Linked DNA regions of Mus musculus: region 2 is linked to region 1. The links are chromatin contacts, called in public HiChIP or PLAC-seq maps. All regions are on one chromosome and are shown on one strand. The core of a region is the stretch at or near the end of the contact, and the rest is flanking DNA. Distances in the headings are between cores, read along the strand shown. Region 1 has its middle 120 kb from the start of Cpa6. Region 2 overlaps Prex2 (phosphatidylinositol-3,4,5-trisphosphate-dependent Rac exchange factor 2).

The links. HiChIP or PLAC-seq counts read pairs in DNA pulled down with a chosen protein or histone mark.
Region 2: an H3K4me3 HiChIP or PLAC-seq map of the SCID.adh cell line shows a contact between it and region 1, with 5 times the contacts expected there. The contact joins two enhancer-like sites. A contact is called at or near these places in 1 of 15 datasets of contacts at CTCF or cohesin (the NIH/3T3 cell line), 5 of 484 Hi-C or Micro-C datasets (embryonic stem cells, liver, pancreatic cancer cells and 1 more), 7 of 115 datasets of contacts at active chromatin or transcription factors (the SCID.adh cell line, embryonic fibroblasts and embryonic stem cells) and 1 of 9 other capture datasets (embryonic stem cells).

What each region holds. Positions count from the first base shown.
Region 1 is chr1:10,833,879-10,837,624 of GRCm38.p6, reverse strand. No RefSeq gene overlaps it. Among named protein-coding and RNA genes, the nearest start is that of Cpa6, 120 kb to the right of the region's middle. Within about 2 kb of position 1,349, at least 3 of the 459 cell types and tissues checked have an H3K27ac peak or open chromatin away from gene starts, as enhancers often do. A contact at or near this core is called in the SCID.adh cell line, where this site is marked.
Region 2 is chr1:11,088,206-11,092,086 of GRCm38.p6, reverse strand. It overlaps Prex2 (phosphatidylinositol-3,4,5-trisphosphate-dependent Rac exchange factor 2), which reads right to left. Exons shown (of 40, transcript NM_029525.1): 6 at 2,209-2,370. Among named protein-coding and RNA genes, the nearest start is that of Gm24173, 44 kb to the left of the region's middle. Within about 2 kb of position 2,401, at least 13 of the 459 cell types and tissues checked have an H3K27ac peak or open chromatin away from gene starts, as enhancers often do. A contact at or near this core is called in the SCID.adh cell line, where this site is marked.

The sequences.
Region 1 (3,746 bases), core at 100-2,599:
ATCTGAAGAAAGCTTCAGTCTAGTAATTGTCTCTTCTATTTGAGAATTTCATACATGCACAAAGTAAGCTTTGATCAACAGCTGTCCCCATTCCCCTCCTCTCGGATTATGTCTATCCATCCATCCATCCATCCATCCATCCATCCATCCATCTAATCACTCTTCCTATTCAACTTTATGTGGTATTTTAAAAACTCTCTGAGTTTATTTAGTGCTGCCTGTGTGTGCATGGGTGTAGGGCCATCTACTGGAGCACCAGAGTCTTTCAAGGACTGCATCCTCAAAGCAAACTGTCCCTCTCTCTTCTGGCCGCAATCAGTTGCCAATAGCTCTTCAGCTATGAATAGGATTACAGAACTTGTCCCAGACCTATGGTGGGAGTTTGTCTGCCTTGATTTTGTTCAGGTCATGTGCATATAGGCACAGCTCATGTAAATTCATATATGTACCAGCCTTCTCATGACAGCAAATATACTCTCCCTCTTATCAGATTGGCAGTGAGCATGCTTGTGAGGGATTGTGTTGATAATTGATTGATGTAGGAGGGCATAGCTGTTTGTCAATGGTACCATCCCCTTGGCAGGTGGTCTTAGGATATATAAAGATGTTAAATAAGCAAAAGCTGGAGTGAGCCAATAATAGTTCCTGACTGAATAAAGCATTGTCTTAATCCCTTAATACATTTTTTTTCACAAAATCAAATCTTCCACAAAAGTAATGATTTTCCAAATTAGCATGCTTTTCCCGTGGAATTCCAGCTTTTGAGGAGAATTGCAGTTTTATTAGTAGTTTAGGGCAAGCAGTCTGGAGCAAACCTTAAAGTCAGGCTCTCCAGCTCCTTGAAATCATAGACAAGAGACTTGACTTTTGTGTGTGCTGATATACTCATTTTTAAACAGGTTGCTGCTGCTGCATGCCAGCATCACACACACACACACACACACACACACACACACACACACACACACACACACACACACGATGTAATGTATGTCTAGTTCAGAGAGCTGCATGTGTTCACTGCTGTTATGTGAGATGCACCTTAGCCTCTCTGAGTTCTCATGTTCCGGGGAGAGCCTAAATATCATCATTCCTAATTCTGAACTGAAATTTCATGCTCACATTTGACCTCTGACTTGTAGAGTGTGTACTCTCTAACAGCACTGGCTGAATTAATGGATGGAAGAAAGGAATTATGGGTGAAAAATCGAGTGTTATACTGTTTTTAACAGAATGATGTATTCCCACAATGAAATGAACAAACTGAATTTTAAGCTCTGTGACCCTGGTGTGTCATTTACACTCAGAAATCAAATCAATCCATTTCACTGGGGGCAGAGGGAGACGGAGGCAGCTGGTGTGATCAGGGCCCACGTACTCAGTGTTCTGAAACCATGCCTGGGAAGCACTGTGCTGTAACTTTAATTAACAATGACCAATTCTAGAAACCTGGCTTCATTCTTTAGGGATGTAGAGTACAAAGCCTAGTGAGTCTGAAATACATCCCTGTTCAACGGAGTGAAGACAGTGAAATTTACTTCTTTTGATTTGTAAGAAACACTTTCAATCTATAATCAGCTCCATTATTCTTCACCCCAAGTGGAAACCCACAGATTCATGCAAGCACTATGTGTGGAGAGTCTTTTTAAACTTTAAAACAAAATGTAGAACTGTCTGTTATCTTTTAAAAAATCTAAGCTGCAATGAGATATTCAATTTGTTTTCTGAAACTAATCCGTACTCCAGGCAACCAGCCATAAAGCTTGCTATACACTGCCCTCCAGTGGACTTCTATCACATGTAAGCTTGACAAGTTACTGGACATAACCTGTATGTAAGCTTGCTTTTTCTTTTTTTTTTTTTCAATTTTTTATTAGATATTTTCTTCATTTACATTTCAAATGCTATCCTGAAAGTCCCCTATACCTTCGGCGCTCCCTGCTCTCCTACCCACCCACTCCCACTTCTTGGCCCTGGCATTCTTCTGTATTGGGGCACATAAAGTTTGCAAGACCAAGGGGCCAATCTTCCCAATGATGGCCGACTAGGTCATCTTCTGCTACATATGCAGCTAGAGACATGAACTCCGGGGTACTGGTTAGTTCATATTGTTGTTCCACCTATAGGGTTGCAGACCCCTTCAGCTCCTTGGGTACTTTCTCTAGCTCCTCTATTGGGGGCCCTGTGTTCCATCCTATAGATGACTGTGAGCATCCACTTCTGTATTTGCCAGGCACTGGCATAGCCTCACACGAGACAACTTTATGAGGGTCCTTTCAGCAAAATCTTGCTGGAATATGCAATAGTGTCTGCGTTTGGTGGCTGATTATGAGATGGATCCCCAGGTAGGGTAGTCTCGGGATGGTCCATCCTTTTGTCTTAGCTCCAAACTTTGTCTCTGTAACTCCTTCCATGGGTATTTTGTTCCCTATTCTAAGGAGGAATGAAGTATTTATAATAGCCAGAAGCTGGAAAGGACCCAGATGTCCCTCAACAGAGGAATGGATACAGAAAATGTGGTGCATTTACACAATGGAGTACTACTTAGTATTAAAAACAATGAATTTATGAAATTCTTAGGCAAATGGATGGATCTGGAGGATATCATCTTGAGTGAGGTAACCCAATCACAAAAGAAGTCACTTGATATGCACTCACTGATAAGTGGATATTAGCCTAGAAACTTAGAATACCCAAGATACAATTTGCAAAACACAAGAAAATCAAGAAGAAGAAGGAAGACCAACATGTGGATACTTCATTCCTCCTTAGAAAGGGAACAAAATACCCATGGAAGGAGTTACAGAGACAAAGTTTGGAGCTAAGATTTAAGGTTTCTTATAGACAAGAAGCCCTATGCTTAACATAAACTTTAAAAGTCCAAAAACAAATACTAAATGACAATCATCATTGCTTTTCTCCTGAACAACCTTGCACTTAATCCTCCAAATTTCAAGGTGAAAAACAAAAAAGGAAGACCAAAGTGTGGATGCTTCAGTCCTACTTAGAAGGGGTAACAAAATAATCACAGGAATTAGAGGGAGGGAGGGTTCTGGGAGGGAGAGGGGAGGTGGAGGGAAAAAGGTATCAGGATCAGGTGTGGGAGGAGATGGGGAGAAGTACAGAGGTCAGGAAATTGAATGGAGGTGTGTAGCAGTGGGGGCTGGGAAACTGGAGGTAGCCACTAGAAAGTCTCAGATGTCAAAAAAGCAAGAGGCTCCCAGGACCCAACAGGGATGACATTAGCTGAAATACCCAACAAAGGGAAGATAGAACCTGTAGAGACCATATCCAGAGGTTAGGCAAGGCCCCAGGTTGAGGGTTATGGCCACTCAAATGTACTAACCCAGAATTGCTCCTGTCTAAAGGAAATGCAGGGACAAAGAATGGATAGAGACTGAAGGAAAGGCCATCCAGAGACTGCCCAACTTAGGAATCCATCCCATATGCAGACAACAAACCCAGACACTATTGGTGATGCCAAGAAGTGCTTGCTGATAGGAGCCTGGTATAGCTGCCTCCTTAGAGGCTCTGCCGGAGCCTGACAAATTCAGAGGTGGATGCTCACAGCCAACTATCAGCCTGAGCATGGGGATCCCAATGGAGGAGTTGAGAGAAGGACAACAATATCAACCATCTAGACCCCCCTCCCCCACAGGTCCCAGGCACTAAACCACCAGCCAAAGATTACAAATAGGGGGACCCATGGCTGGATCCAGCTGGATATGTAACATCCTTATCTGGCA
Region 2 (3,881 bases), core at 1,152-3,651, 250 kb before region 1:
GGGCTGGCATGTCATTTCTGTTAACTATAAAGAATATCTGAAATAAATCCATGGATAAAAAGGAAACATTTGGGTTTTGTCTCATATCTTCCAGCATCTCAGTCCTTGGCCACCTGGCCTCATTGCTTTGATCTCTGGTGAGATAGTATGTCATAGTGGAAGTATTTTCAGAGACAGTTCTTTACCTCATTGTGGTGGTTTGAGTATCCTTGGCCCATGGGAAGTGACATTTTTAGGAGGTATGGCTTTATAGGAGGAGAGGTGGCCTTGTTATAGGAATGATGTCACTGTGTAGGTAAGCTTTGAAGGCTCCTAGTGCTCAAGCTCTACTCAGTGCAGAAGGTACCCTTCTCCTGGCTGCCTGCAGAAGGGAGTCAGTGTCCTCCTGGTTGACTTAGGATCAAGATATAGAACTCTCAGCTTCTCTAGTATCATGTATGCCTGGATGATGCCATGCTTCCTCTGAAACTGTAAGCCAGCCCCTATTAAATGTTTTCCTTCATAAGAGCTGCCTTGGTCATGGTGCTTCTTAACAGCAATGGAAACCCTAACTAAGATACTCATGGAGAAAAGAAAATATAAGAGAGAAACAGGAAGGTCACAACATCTAAATATCCCCTTCAATGGCACACTTTCCAGTCACCTAACTTGTTTCTACTAGGCCTCACCTCCTAAAAGTACTACCATCTCCAGACACTAGCAAAGACTAGGAGCCTAGCCTTCAACACATGGGTGCTGAGGGACATTCAAGACCCAAATTTTAGCAACTGGCCTAATGGATACATCCTCTGTGTGATCTACTTGTAAAATAATGCAATCCATGGCTATGCAAAAAAGCAATATTGTTTAAGCAAACTCTCTTATCTGTAGTAGACCTATCTTTTTAAGCTACATACTAGAACGGAACCAAATTACAACAGAATCCACAGTACTGAAAAGAGTCTCTGAAGTTCTTTCTGGTAGTAAAAGGCTGGCAGATTATACTGGCAAATCCTGCAATGCTAAGAGAGTTTGGTTTTTCTTCTAGTATTTGACTGACAACAAAGCCACAAAAGCAAACTTGGCTCTATTTCTCTCATCCCAGCAGGACAACTGCTCCGTAGGAAAGGAATTATCATCATGAATCAACTGTAAAACACACAACCATTCTCTCTGATTAAAAGAGGAAGGATTCTTGCTGCAGGAAGGGTCACCCTGGGCACTCCAAATGGAAGACTATAGGCAGAGAGGAATCAGACCCCAGTTAGCACTTTCAATGATTCATCCCAGGAGGTGGCTAAATAGGAGACTTATTTCAGGTCAGTACTGTTGATTTCTTTGCATTTCTAGCTGAATATAATTTTATGTCCAATAATAACCAAGAAAAGAATTAGTTAATGACAAATCCCCAAAGATAAAAGTAATCTGTGTATTGGCTTGAGTTGTACTTGGCTATAGAATTTCATTCCTGTTTCCACACTTGTATTTTTATTATCTTAATTGTTTATCACATGAAAAAAACATTCTGCTAGCCCGAAGATCATATTATTTTAAGTTACAGTCATTTCAAACCTGCATTTTAGCTTATTTTTATAGCATAAGTGCCGATTTTATCCCTGTGAAATAATTAAGACTAACTAACATCCCCAGTCACCTTAGCTGGAAACACTGGGCATTTTCTCAAACAAGATCTTTATTTACTTTCTTATCTTTAAAAAACTTTCTTTAATGACTCATAAAACTCATAACATTTTTCATTTTGACTAGATGAACACCATCAAATAAATCATAGCTTTCCTTCAGTTTCAAAATGAAATCAAAACACAGACTGACTAGCAAAATAAAATTCAACATCATATCCCCAATGTAAGAGTCTAAAGATGATATCACAGCACACACAATCTTTTATTATCTCAAGAATCCAGATTATAAACTTGTTGACCAGAATCAGGACAGGAAAAAGGTAATTCTGGTACCCCAATTCTGAAGGGCCAGAGCTTAGAGGCACATGGTATTGATTGGTTCCATCACACATGTCTCAGGTCAAGATGACTTCCATCCTACACATGTGTTAAGATGACACTTTCTGAGCTGACTACAACCCATGGGCTGCTGGAAGATAACTACCCAGGTTCCATGCACTGAGGAGAAGCCCTGCACACAGGGTTCCGTGCACTGAGGAGAAGCCACAGCCCTAGGAAGCTGAAGAGCTGAGCAAAGGACACGTACCTCCCAGCCTTCAATGTGTGCCTGCCACTCTTCTAAAACTTCCAGTTTCTCCATCTGTCTCTTGGCCTCATTAATGTTGGAACACACGGCTTTCATGGCTTGGAGTGCTTCCATCACTGCTGTGTAGTCACTATGTCTCCGTGGAGTCCGCTTCAGTAATTCCTGTGGAGACACAAAGACAAACCACCCTTTGATCTCCAGTGCTCCGGTACAGCAGGCTGACCAGGAAATGAAAACTACAAAGACTGTGACAGCCACTCTGCTAAATGACATCACAACCTCCACTAAGATAGAGATCAAAAGCCAAAGGTCAAATCCATGAGTGAGCATTATTTCAATGCTCAGTTTTTGCAGAAACTGTTGTTTTTCCTCAAACTTACCTGTATTTTAGAAACAGAAGGACGTTTCTTGATTCAAATGATCAACTACCTCACCTGGACCACATCCTAGCTTTTATAAATCTGATTTCTGTTCAAACAGAAGCATATCAGTATATGTTAATTTCCTTTGTCTTGGATTCTTTATCAGATCTTCAAATAAATATGCACCACAATTTCAAAACTGAATTAAATCCCTACTTCTAACATCTTTTGAGAAGCTATAGGCTGATGTCCTCATTTCACACACTTTAAATGGGCTTTAATTCTGAGAAGTAAATTCTTTAATTTACTTCTGGTGTTGTATGTCCGTCTTAAGATTTGGGGGTCCAGAGTAAAAATTTCAGCTTCATCTTGCGAAAAATGTAATGTGTATTCCTTTCATGTTAGATCATATTAAGCAGAAGATCAAAGTTTATTTCAAAATATTCACTAATAAGACAACTATGAAATGCCTGCTTTTCCACTCCACATTGAGAAATTTAAAAAAAAAGGAATCTTTCTAAAATTATGCCGCAGGGTTTTTGTAACTGTGTTAGTATCATGTTGATGACAACTGCCATAAGGAAACAAATGACTAACTAAGAAGCAGTGTGGTCATAAAAGTCTAGACAGTGGGTGAAGATGTTTAATTTTATACTTCTAAACAACAACTAAGAAGACCTTTTAATATAGTTAAAAGATTACAGATTATTCTGCTTTTGATATTTGGAATGAAAAGGAAAAAAACATAAATAAAACATCCATCCACAAAGCACAAACTAAGAATTAAATAAGGGAGGGGCTGGTTGTATGGGAAATGAGAACATCAACCTTTAGGACAGGATGTGGCCCCTGGAATGGTGGCCAACCTAATCCAAAGAGTTGAGACATGAATTAGATCATGTGAAACAACAACAACAACAACAACAAAAAAAAACCAAATCAAATATAATTCTAATGGTTACTCATACCATAACCTCGTGGTTTTAATACTTATCTCTGAATAAATAAAACCACTCAAAGACAATATAAGCATAATTTTTCAACATTAGTTTATCTGTATGAATAAGTAAATCATCTTTGTGTGTGTGTGTGTCTGTATGTGTGTGTGTATGAAAATAATCTTCCCACAAAGGAAAAGGAGCTAAGTTCTACCTACAGCCTCTTAACTGTTCTCTAACATGTGAGACAAGAATGTATCTATGATGCTAGGGTTTGGGGTTTTGGGTTTTGGGTTTTTGTTTTTGTTTTAAGAATTAAATTTAAACACTGTTTCCTTCCTAATCAGCAATGTGTGATTTAATGCAACCACTT